2 separate regions of the Zea mays genome follow, and region 1 is linked to region 2. Evidence: chromatin contacts called from public Hi-C data. All regions are on one chromosome and are shown on one strand. The core of a region is the stretch at or near the end of the contact, and the rest is flanking DNA. Distances in the headings are between cores, read along the strand shown.

The links. Hi-C and Micro-C count contacts between places; a contact is called where the count stands out from the background.
Region 1: a Hi-C map of bundle sheath shows a contact between it and region 2, with 3 times the contacts expected there. The contact joins the promoter of LOC100505456 here to the promoter of LOC100193850 in region 2. A contact is called at or near these places in 9 of 25 Hi-C or Micro-C datasets (bundle sheath, ear, endosperm and 3 more).

Annotation. Positions count from the first base shown.
Region 1 is chr10:134,439,559-134,445,215 of Zm-B73-REFERENCE-NAM-5.0, forward strand. LOC100505456 reads left to right here and starts at 3,386. Exons shown (of 6, transcript NM_001198539.2): 1 at 3,386-3,950; 2 at 5,025-5,188; 3 at 5,285-5,382; 4 at 5,472-5,606. The coding sequence starts at 3,479.
Region 2 is chr10:133,465,483-133,471,000 of Zm-B73-REFERENCE-NAM-5.0, forward strand. LOC100193850 (integral membrane protein like protein) reads left to right here and starts at 1,700. Exons shown (of 8, transcript NM_001138931.2): 1 at 1,700-1,796; 2 at 3,711-3,865; 3 at 3,986-4,170; 4 at 4,236-4,303; 5 at 4,563-4,695; 6 at 4,973-5,134. The coding sequence starts at 3,751. LOC100384413 reads left to right here. Exons shown (of 7, transcript NM_001350057.1): 7 at 97-422. The coding sequence ends at 243. It overlaps LOC100273844 (Putative pentatricopeptide repeat family protein), which reads right to left. Exons shown (of 3, transcript NM_001360468.1): 2 at 3,965-4,700; 3 at 3,642-3,824.

The DNA.
Region 1 (5,657 bases), core at 2,136-4,635, 980 kb after region 2:
CTGGGCGCGTGCCCTTGCTTTTCAGCGAAGACGGCTTGAACTCTTGCTCTTGGAATTCCTGCGAGAGTGGTATGGACGCGGCCATGCCAAACGCCCAACTAGCCGCTGTACGTGCCGCTATTATTTGCCAACTTTTCAACTGTGTACCCGGACAGCGACGGGAATCGTACGAGCCATGGCTGCAAGTGCCGATTCACATACCAGTAGTGCTAGGATTTTTATACAGTTCGTTGAACGACAAGTCTTCATTTCTCATTGCACATGTAGCCGGGTACAATCCCTAGCTAATCGTACGTACTGAATATAAGTTGAACAAGAGATCGTCGCAGTCTCTAATAATACACTACGGGTATTTTACTAATATATTTTCAGGCAACGTCTTCGTTTTAAAAACAATAATTTGACTAGTATTTTTCAGGTCATACGTACCTTAATTTTTAAATGTAAACAATACACTGTGAAAGTATTTTTGAAACATAATAATGTCAACAAATGTTTTTATACTACATGTGAAATACGTATTTCCTTATCCTTAAAAAGAAAGAAGATCAGTACAAAGTGATGATCATAGAAAAGAGAAACTACATAGTACAAAATAACCTGGCAGCGTGAGTGTCAACCAAAAAAACGGCAAGCCAATTGAATGTTTGTCAGCTGGTTAGGGTTTCTGTGGTGTGATCGGTTTGTTTTTTTACATGGAAACAAAAAATGTTCCACCCTTTTTTTATCTCCTACATATGACCATAGATAGAGATCGAAAAATGACCAAACACACCCCATAAAAAAGAAACAACCTTAAAAAGAACATATAATCACAATCAAGTGTCCTCTAATTTAACATCTGACCTCTAACCATGTCTTACAAAGATCTCCATAGTCACTATCTCTAAAGATTGATATACTCTAAGAATCTCGTGTTGAGCATTTTGTTTCTGCAACAATCTCTAGAATATAAACCAAAATGTTCCTCTAAAAAGAACTTGCATGATTGATGGATTTGGTTTAAAAGTAAAGACCACATCATTGCGACAATCTAAACAACTAACTTTAATCAGAAGCAAACATCCCCAGGTTTACGTGTGTGTCGTGGGTGTCTACATTTTTATATCTGCAACGTTAAAAAAACTAAGGTATTCTCTTAGCTACTTTTCAATTTCTCATAATATCTTTGTGGCCCTGTCTACCTTTCTCCCTATATCTAATTAATATAATAATTATAATAATCTCTTCTCTATCTAAGAAATTATGAAACCAACCAACTAATTTATCTTATACTTTCCGTTCCAAAATAGTAGTCGTTAAAAGGATTCAGTTGTTTCATACAAGTATTGGTGCATGTGTTTTATATATGTCTAAATTCATTATCATCTATTTCAACATAGACATACAAATTAAGAGCTAAAATTACTAGTATTTTAAAATGGAGGGAGTATATTTTTTCTTCTAAAACTGCCATGCTGCACCTTGGATCCCGATATATCGAATTTATGACCCGTGCATATAAAGTTCTTGCGTCCAACAATATTACATACAAAGCATGAGTATTTGTAATACAAGAAGCATGACCACATTTTTACTACAATTATATAATATTAAGCTCTAGAGAGTATCTTTGTCCTTTTTTGTGTATGTGTTGTTTCAATTTTTTTTGTTTTTCCATCTAGCATTTTCTTGGGATGGGAACCTCGAGAAGGTTGTGTTGCCACTTCAAATAATCATGTTTGATATGTCATATGATCTAGCATACTAGCGAACAAGCAAGAGCTTGGTCGGACCAAAGATGACGACTCAGGTTCTAGGCTTCTAGCCCTATGGCTATTAATTGTTATCTCTATCGTCTCAACTATATATTTAATCTCTATATCTATTTAATATTAAAGAACAAAGCATTGTGTTTTCAACCCATTTTTTTTATCTTTTTCATAACACACTCGTGACCATGTGCCTGTCGCTTTTTCTGACCTCGCTACAATGTACATGGCTAATGGGTATTTGGTTCTCATCTTCTAAACTTTAGTGACTAAAACTTAATTACTTTTAGTCTCTAAACTAGCAAACAGTATGACTAAAATTTTGGCTATGTTTAGTTACATGTGTTTCCATTTTCAAATCCTAGACTCGAAATTAGCCAGCAATAGGAATTGGTAAGCCCTACTTGCCTATAACAAGCAAGAGGCCACTGGCCACCAAGCAATGGTGACCGGTGAGGCAGGGCCTAAGCGAATGTGGCATCCCTCATAACAGAAGTTGCTACCGTTGCGTGCCCTGAAACGACAGGGTAAGTCCACTTGGGGTTTTTGGAAACATTGTTTGGACGATACAATATTGTAAGTTAAGTTTTCCATACTCACAAAATACCATGATACATATCTAGAATATTATGATTTTGAGAACATAGTTTTTAGAAATGCAACGAAACACATTATGACGTAGAATACTCTGGTATTTCTATAAGGGACGGATAAAGGATCCGGTCACGTCCCGAGGTGATGTATTAGATTAGATATAATATTTTTCAATACATCTTAATCTAAAAACAATAAATATTAATGGAGGTATATAGATCACGTCCCGACCCACGGAGTGAGTGGCCCGAATCTGTGTCCGTCCCTGTTTCTATAAACCATGATATTAACTAGAGCCTATAAAAAAAGAAACGGAGCGACAAATAAAAAGAAACGGAAGGAGTACTTTAGTTCCACAAGGGCCCTAAACCACCAGCCCGGTCTTTCTCAGGTCTCAGCGAATCGAGTCTGTAGAAGCTATTCAGAATCAAATCAATGGTGAACAGTTGAACGGGAATACGGGATAGACCGCCAGCGATCAGTAGACGCATTACGCGCGAGACTTGAAATATGATGGACGCCGCCCATGTCTCGTCATACTCATACGGTCATACCGAGTTCTCCCCCGTGTCTCACTCTATGCACAGGTACTTCACAATGGCCAACGTCAGGTAGGCAGACACTTCGATCAGACATTCTGACTCCACGAAAGTTGGCACAAAACATCCAACAAACTGATGAAGATAATTGGAAGTAGGAGCAATACTCTACCTCTACGTCTACAATGCCATCTCACCAATCAACAGAGACAGAGGGAAAAAATCATTCATCACTGTCACTACCCAACCGTTTCGAGAGAGAGAGAGAAAGAAACATTGTTTTACGCAAATAACCGCGGTCAGCGGGTCAACGCCATGCATGTGAACCAGCCTGCATCACACTACCCGACGCCATCTCTGTCCTCCGATTCAAAACGAACGGCCCCAGTGTGTGGACCTCACACCCGCACGCACGCGCAGGAACCATCCCAAATTCCTAACCCAACCTCATCCACGATAAATACTGGCACCACCTCGAAGGCCCGCGCACCAGTCAGTCCACACAGCCTACGGCCTGCTCTGGCTCTGCCTGTAGAGGGCTAGAGCTACAAGCTACAACTCTGAAAGTCTGAACAGTGCGCCGCCCAACCAGAGATGGCGCCGCATACCACCGCAGCCGCCGGCGGCGGCGGCGGCGAGGAGGCGCTGGAGGAGGCCAGCACTCTCCGGCACCGCCACAGCGCTGCCAAGGACGGCGGCGAGGAGGGCCAGGCCAACAACGGGGTCGCCGCCGCCGCCGACGACGACGGGGAGGGGAACGCGCTGTCGGTGGAGCGCGCGTTCGCGGACCAGGCGGTTCCGTCGTGGCGGGAGCAGCTGACGGTGCGCGCCTTCGTGGTCAGCTTCTTCCTGGCCATCATGTTCAGCGTCATCGTGATGAAGCTCAACCTCACCACGGGGATCATCCCCTCGCTCAACGTCTCCGCGGGGCTCCTCGGCTTCTTCTTCGTACGCCTCTGGACCGCCGCCATCGAGAGGGTTGGCCTCCTCAGGCAGCCCTTCACGCGCCAGGAGAACACCGTCATCCAGACCTGCGTCGTCGCAGCCTACGACATCGCCTTCAGCGGTATGCTACCTCCTCCTCTTCTTCTTCTGCTTGGACTCGAGATAATTAACGTCTGGTACACAGATTTGTGATTCTGTATGAGCACCCCCCCCCCCCCCCCCCCCCCCCCCCTTTGAGGGGATACTGTATGACCACTTTGTAAATGGTTTGCAGTGAGATTTCTTTATATCCTAGCATACGAGTAGAGTAGGAAGCATGGCGTCACGAACATGGCGAACAATTTAGTATTGGGGTCAACTTCGATAGGAAAAATCTCGCAGCCAGTTACCACAAAAAAGAAGAAGATGTTTTTAGCATGTTGATGATTATATAACACGTTATCAAGATGGTACACGCAAGCCAAGATCTAACTCGAAGCACGTCTGAATTCAGACAACCTCGAGCTGAAATACACGACCTAGCATCCAGAACGGCGAGACTCCGAGTGATCTTAATTATTTTAATGCCATGGGATGGGATGGGATGTATCCCACGGATGTGACGTTGCTACATGTATTTCAAGCGCACCTGACTCTTTTTTTTGTTGATGTTTAAGCAACATGCAGGTTTTGTTATTGTTTGGCTACAGTTTTTTTTTTAAAAAAAAATTGACTCTTTTGAGTTGTTCTTTTAACTGGACTAGTTCATTGTAAAGCAAGGCTAACTACAATCGACCATCGTGTTGCTTTCTGCCTAATTAGCATGTCTGGGGACATATTTAATATATTATGCGGTTGCACAACTAATTTCTTGTTGCGAATGATGTGCTACAACTCCCTCAATTAATTTTGGTGCAGGTCTCCTGACCAAGTTGTGCAGGGTGTTCTGCACTGTTTTTTTTTTTTTGCCCGGTTTCTCTTATAAATTGGGTTTCGCTTCATTCTATTAATACCACAGCAAATCTTTTGCCTTCTGCTTGAGAAAAAAAAAATAAAGCAACATTGTTTGTTACTTATTGATGCTATGTTTTTCTTCATTTTCTCCCTTCTATATTTTTATCAAGGGGAGGCAGGAGCAATGTCACCGTCTCCCTCCCATCGTCTCTTTGTGAAAAGAGATGTGCTAAATTGTGTACTAATCCATTCTGATTGACAGGTGGGTTTGGTACATACTTGTTTGGCATGAGCGAAACCATCGCCAAGCAAGCAACAGAGGCTGACAATCCTCAGAATGTCAAAAACCCTCACATCGGATGGATGATAGGGTTTCTCTTCCTTGTCAGTTTCATTGGCCTATTTGCTCTTGTGCCTCTGAGAAAGGTAAACGTTTCGATTCGTCTCTGTGCTGCCTAATATTCTTGTAGCGTCGCTGTACAGCATAGACCAACTAATCATCAGCTGACATCGCTGGTCTAGGTTATGATCGTCGACTACAAACTTACGTATCCTAGTGGCACGGCGACTGCTTATCTCATCAACGGTTTCCACACGCCAGAGGGTGCCAAGCTTGCAAAGTAAATTATCTTGGTGTTGTTTTTAGCTGTAACCTGTGTGGCACTAGGTGCAAAGCAATGTTACTGAATGCGCCGATTATATGTTTCAGGAAACAAGTGAAGACTCTGGGGAAATTCTTCTTGATGAGCTTCCTCTGGGGCTTCTTCCAGTGGTTCTACACTGGTGGAGATAATTGTGGATTCCAGAACTTCCCTACATTAGGCCTTCAAGCTTATAAGAACAAGTCAGAGCACTGAACTTGCTTATAGCATTCCGAATGTTTGGACACTGGAAT
Region 2 (5,518 bases), core at 450-2,949:
CTGACAAAAAACGTGTGCAGCGAGGAAAGGAAACTCGATCTGTGAGTGTGTGACGAGTGGCACTGGAAGCTGACGTCTGGTTTCCTGGATCCGCAGGAGTATTCCCCGCGGCACGAGAAGCTAGGTCGTGCCGAAGACGAGGTGGGAGACGGAGCAGCTGATGAGCAACTGCAAGAGCTGCGAGGTCCCGCCGGGGCTCAAGCTCAAAGATGGGAAGCCGATCGTCCAGGCGCAGAGAGCTAGGAACCATGCTCTGAATTAGTGCCAGTAGCACGCGCCTAATGTCGGGATATCGACTGGTCAATGTAATCTGGTATTGGCTATGTATCAGCTGTATTTATTCTAGGAGATGAGATTTTTATGTGCGTTATGCAATTCGAGTTTCTAGTAGCAGATGCAAATGAGGAGGTGTTACTGGACTATCATTAGTGTGTGCACTGAGCGGGCTGGCAGTCGATAACCGCGTGCAGCGCTGACTCCTGAGGCAGATCAGAAAGTTTTCAGAAGCAAAATGTTTCGGCCCGGCCCGGCCCATTTCAGCTGTGGGATCGTCGGTACAGGCACGCACAAGAAAAGAGTGAGACCGAAGGCTCACCGAACCGTGGCGGGGATAGCTGTTGGCGAGCCATTGCCTTCGCTTGCATCCCCAGGAACTCCCCCTCGCTTTATTCACAACCACAACCACCTCCCAACTAACCTTGTGCTCCAAGTGAGCAGAAAAAACGAGGGGCCGAAAACCTCCTCCTTGTGTTTTGTTTGCCAATTATTGGAGCCTACAGATGAACGAACACTTTTCTTTTTTTTTTAGCGTGGCTTATTTGTATTCGGAGTGGCTTTAGGTCGCGATGGTTCTCTCGTGATGCAGTCTGGCTGGGTTGACTGTTGCCCGGTTCAGCTGAAAATGCATGGGTTGCTGCTGAAAACCCATGTGTCTGGATATGGTGGGATGTCTGTCCCTGTGGTCTGGAAACTACCAGGTGACCCAGAACTGATGGCCCCAACTCGTGTCAAGTCCGTCAAGGCTCTGTTCCGGCAAAGTGATCGGAAAGAAATATGCTGCGGTGGTTCTGTTCCAGCACAAGGAACCAAGAGCGGTGGCAAGAGGTGACCAGAAACAAGTGTCAGATCAGGGCAAGATTAAAAAAAAAATTTGGACCGCAAAAGGTCACAGGAGGTGGAGACATCCCCATGAATTCCTTGATCCTTTTGCAAGGGAATTCGGAAGAAGAAGAAAAAAACTGAAACATGGCACGCATAATTATCGGTCTGACTGACGACGATGTGTCGGTATGTTAAGCCATCCAACGTAAGTCTTCTTAGCTCTAAGGTTCATCGGCCCGCACATCACGGGGTAACAACAGGCGGCTGGTAATTAGAGATACTATTTGACTATCCACAACAAGACACGTACAGCCAGTGACTAGCGGTGAGTATGCCAGTCACACACGCACACCAGCGACCTGTTCGAAGGTAGCCTACCCCCTCCGTAGTAGAGTATGCTTGCTAATTAACGTCGCGGTCCGTTCGTCTTTCCGGCACCAACTCTCTCTCTTTCTCTCACTGTTCATCCTAGCGTCGTTTTCTATGCTTGCCAAGGACCGAAGCATCCACCTCTGCAGCCTGCACCTCCCCACCCTGTAAAACTCTCAACATAAAAGTGCGTCGCCCTGCCCTTTCTTCCTCTTCCAAGGAGAACAACCACCGCCTCTCTCCCCCGTCTATCTCTTCTTGGAGCCTGGAGAAGAGGAAGGATCAGGGAACGGGGGAAGAGGTTGCTGCCACAGCTCAGGTCTCAAGTAAGCGCCAATTCATTCGGACTGTCGTCTGATCTGATCTTTTTTTTATCTATCAATGCTGTTTGCTTCCCACTTCCCATGTCTAGTCGGCTCTAGAGGCTGTATCTGGCTTCGAACTGTTGTGTTCGTTTCTTCATTATATGCTCTTTTCAATTATGACAGTGTAGCTCATAAACATAACTGTTGACAAGCCTGCACAATATCAAAATATACTTCTTGTCCGGATAGATTCAGAGAAGCGATTATTATGATTACAGGAGCTACTCATACGAACAGTGAAATGTGTGTGTTAACTGTTTTGCATCGTCATAATCTGAAGCCACCCGAACAGCATAGTACATCCTTCCCATTTCCCCCTGATTCGTTATGCTCTCTCTCTCTCTCTCTCTCTCTCTCTATCTCTCTATATATAAGATTTATTTTCACGGTCTTGCTTATACTGCTATTAGCACGGTAGGAGTTTGAAAGTTCTGTCAATTAACACAATAGACATTTGAAAGTTACCTGGCCCGGTAGGCTATTAGCATGTACCTTCCTTCATCCCATATGCTATGGGCCAAACTGCCTACGTGAACAAGATGCACACGAAAGCTACAAGTCAGGAATCCCAGAGCATCGGGTTAGCGCAGATGAGCATTAACGATTCTGGTCGTCGTTTAACGGTTGGCTATTATTTCGGCTGCAAATTAAACCTTATACCGCGTCTGATGATGTCCATGAAATAGTTGAGTAGAGCTGCCTTTACGGCAATCCGAAGCTATGTTGGATGCAACTAGCCTTTCAGCACGTACATCTGCAGCATGTGTGCATGACCTCCCTTCTGGCTGCTTTTAAGCTTTCGCGTATCGATAGGTTTTTTTTAAAAAAAATATTAAAAAACATAAATTGATCTGGGTTGCGAGTCCCCATCAATTTAGTTGGCAACAGAATGAAATAAGAACCAATCTAAAGAGAGCATAGTCTTATGTCATGGAGATTGTTGCATTAGGATTTTCCATCCATTTCCACCACAGCAAAATGTCAGTTTCAACAAATTTCCTTCTCAACCACTTGGGTCTTACCAACCATGCAAAGCTACTTCTTAAGCAACATGTTATAACCACCAAACACATGAAGCGTGCGGTGGATTGTGATAAATAATCTGCTGCTCTCACCTGTTTGTGGCAGCGGGCAGCACCCATAGTGACTGCTCCCTCTCCTCTTGTTCATAGGACACTAGAGTATGCCTATTGCAATAGTAGGTAGAATAGCACCAGGTATCACTTTGCCCAGTATGCGTTTGGAACAGATTATACTGATTCAGGTGAGAAACGGAACTGATTCCAGCTGCCAAACACACCCTAATCAATAATAGGCATGTTGGGTTACTACTTACTAGCCTTAGTTGCTTTATGTGATTCGTTTGTGATGACCGACATGTGTCATGATTAGCCTTGATTGGTGTGAGCATATTATATGTGGCAAGCCAACAAGTGCCAGGCTTACGTTTTTTGTGATGTCTATGTGACGCATATCCACCAGATTGAACAAATGGAATCTCTTCTTCCTATAACCAGCAATAAAGGAGATTCAAGGATACCATCTACGAAGTGTTCTTGTCCATGAATTGGGCTTGGGCCAGCTAAGATTATGGCCACCCCTTGCATTCTACAAATAAAATCATGGGTTCTGGCAACAAGGATGCTATAGTCAAACAAATGCTAACTACCACCCAGCCCGTTCTGTGCTCAAGTGAGTTAGGGCACCAATGGTTCAATACTACTAATTCATAACAACAAATGGACAGCATTACTTTAACAAAAGACTATGGTAGTACAACAGCAATAAGTTCAGGCCAAACATACACAGGGAACGAACTCGATATGCTTTTATTTTCTCAAGTTTAGTATGCATACCTTAGACTACTCTTTACAGGTTTGGATTCAGACAAGTAGACAAACACCAGTTGGTTAAGATGGCAGCTGGTTTCCAGATCGGTGTGATCGGGTCACTTGCACTCTCTGTTGCATCTTCAGTTTCCATTGTCCTCTGCAACAAAGCTCTCATCAGCACACTTGGTTTTCCATTCGGTTAGTACAACATACTTTGTTTTTCCATGCATCGATGGAATAACAAAACATCATGGATGCACCAAATTTGCATACTACCAGAGTGTGATGTCGACTTGCCTTGTTTACGAACCAATGCAGCTACAACATTAACAAGCTGGCATCTGATGGTGACCTTCTGCACCCTCCATGTGGCACAGCGCTTACGTTTCTTCGAGCCCAAGGCAATTGATGGACAGACAGTCATACTCTTTGGGTTGCTGAATGGCACGTCAATTGGTCTTCTCAATCTGAGTTTAGGATTCAACTCCATTGGATTCTACCAGGTAAGTTCGTCTAGGTACCATTTTTATATAAAACATGAGCAGATACATTAAACTAAGCTCTACAGATGACAAAATTGGCGATCATACCTTTCACTGTGCTATTGGAGACTATCTTCTTGAAGAAAAGATTCAGGTTTGAGAGCAGTTTTCTCACAATATTGAACCTCATTTATGGTCAAAGGAATGATAGAAAATAACTTAAGTAAACACTAAATTCTTCTGGATCCATTTTGTTCTTTTGATTCAGGAGAACAATCAAGTTTCAGATATTTCCAAATAAACTCTTGGATCAACTGATTGATTAAATGTGTGTATGACTTTCTGGGCCTAAATGGTCCCTGTGATATTAACTGCTATTTCCACTGAGCTAATACCAATTCAATGATGTGCAGCGAGAGTATCAAGCTTTCTCTTCTGGTCTTACTTCTTGGAGTAGGAATTGCTTCAGTTACTGATCTCAAGCTAAATCTGCTTGGGTCCATCCTTTCTGGCCTCGCCATTGCCACCACCTGTGTTGGCCAAATTGTATCCTACATTAAATTTAATAGTAATACAATTATCAATAGTCTCAAAACTGTCAGGTGAAAGCAAATCAAACAAATATATTTTAGTTCTTTCCAACCCACTTCTCGTTGCAATGTACATTGATAAAGTAGTTCATTATTAAAAAAACATACAAGGACCCAGTACTAAAAATCTTCTAGTTTGAGCCACTTTATGAATCACTTGGCATGAATCTGCCACACGCTTCGTATACCAGTGCTACATGCTAATCCTTGACCAAATTTTTGTTTGGACGAAGCTCACAAATACAATACAGAAGAGGTTGAAGGTCTCCTCAACGCAGCTTCTGTACCAATCTGCGCCTTACCAGGCGGCAATTCTGTTTGCATCTGGGCCTTTTGTAGATCAACTCCTTACTAACCGGAGTGTCTTTGCACACAAATACTCTGCTACAGTTCTGGTATGGTCTTAATTTACCTAAATACATGAAATAATGTTCTTACAATTATTTAGGGAACTCAATTGATTTAAGACACACAACCAGCCAATTCCATAATTTGCAGAATATTAAGATTCAGAGACCTGCAAGATTGCTAACAAACTAATTGGTAGTTGCTGTATATGTAGATCTTTAATCATGTGAAAGCGCTTTAAGTGTAAACATGTTTTATGTACTGTAAAATACTACCTCCATCCTTTTTTATTTGACGTCAAATAGTGTAAAAATGAACTGCAAAACGTCAAATAAAAAAATGGAGGGAGTAGTTCAGTGATACCTACAGAAATAAAAATGAAATCAAGCATACAATGGCTTCAGCAGTTATTGCTACAGTATAACAGTATT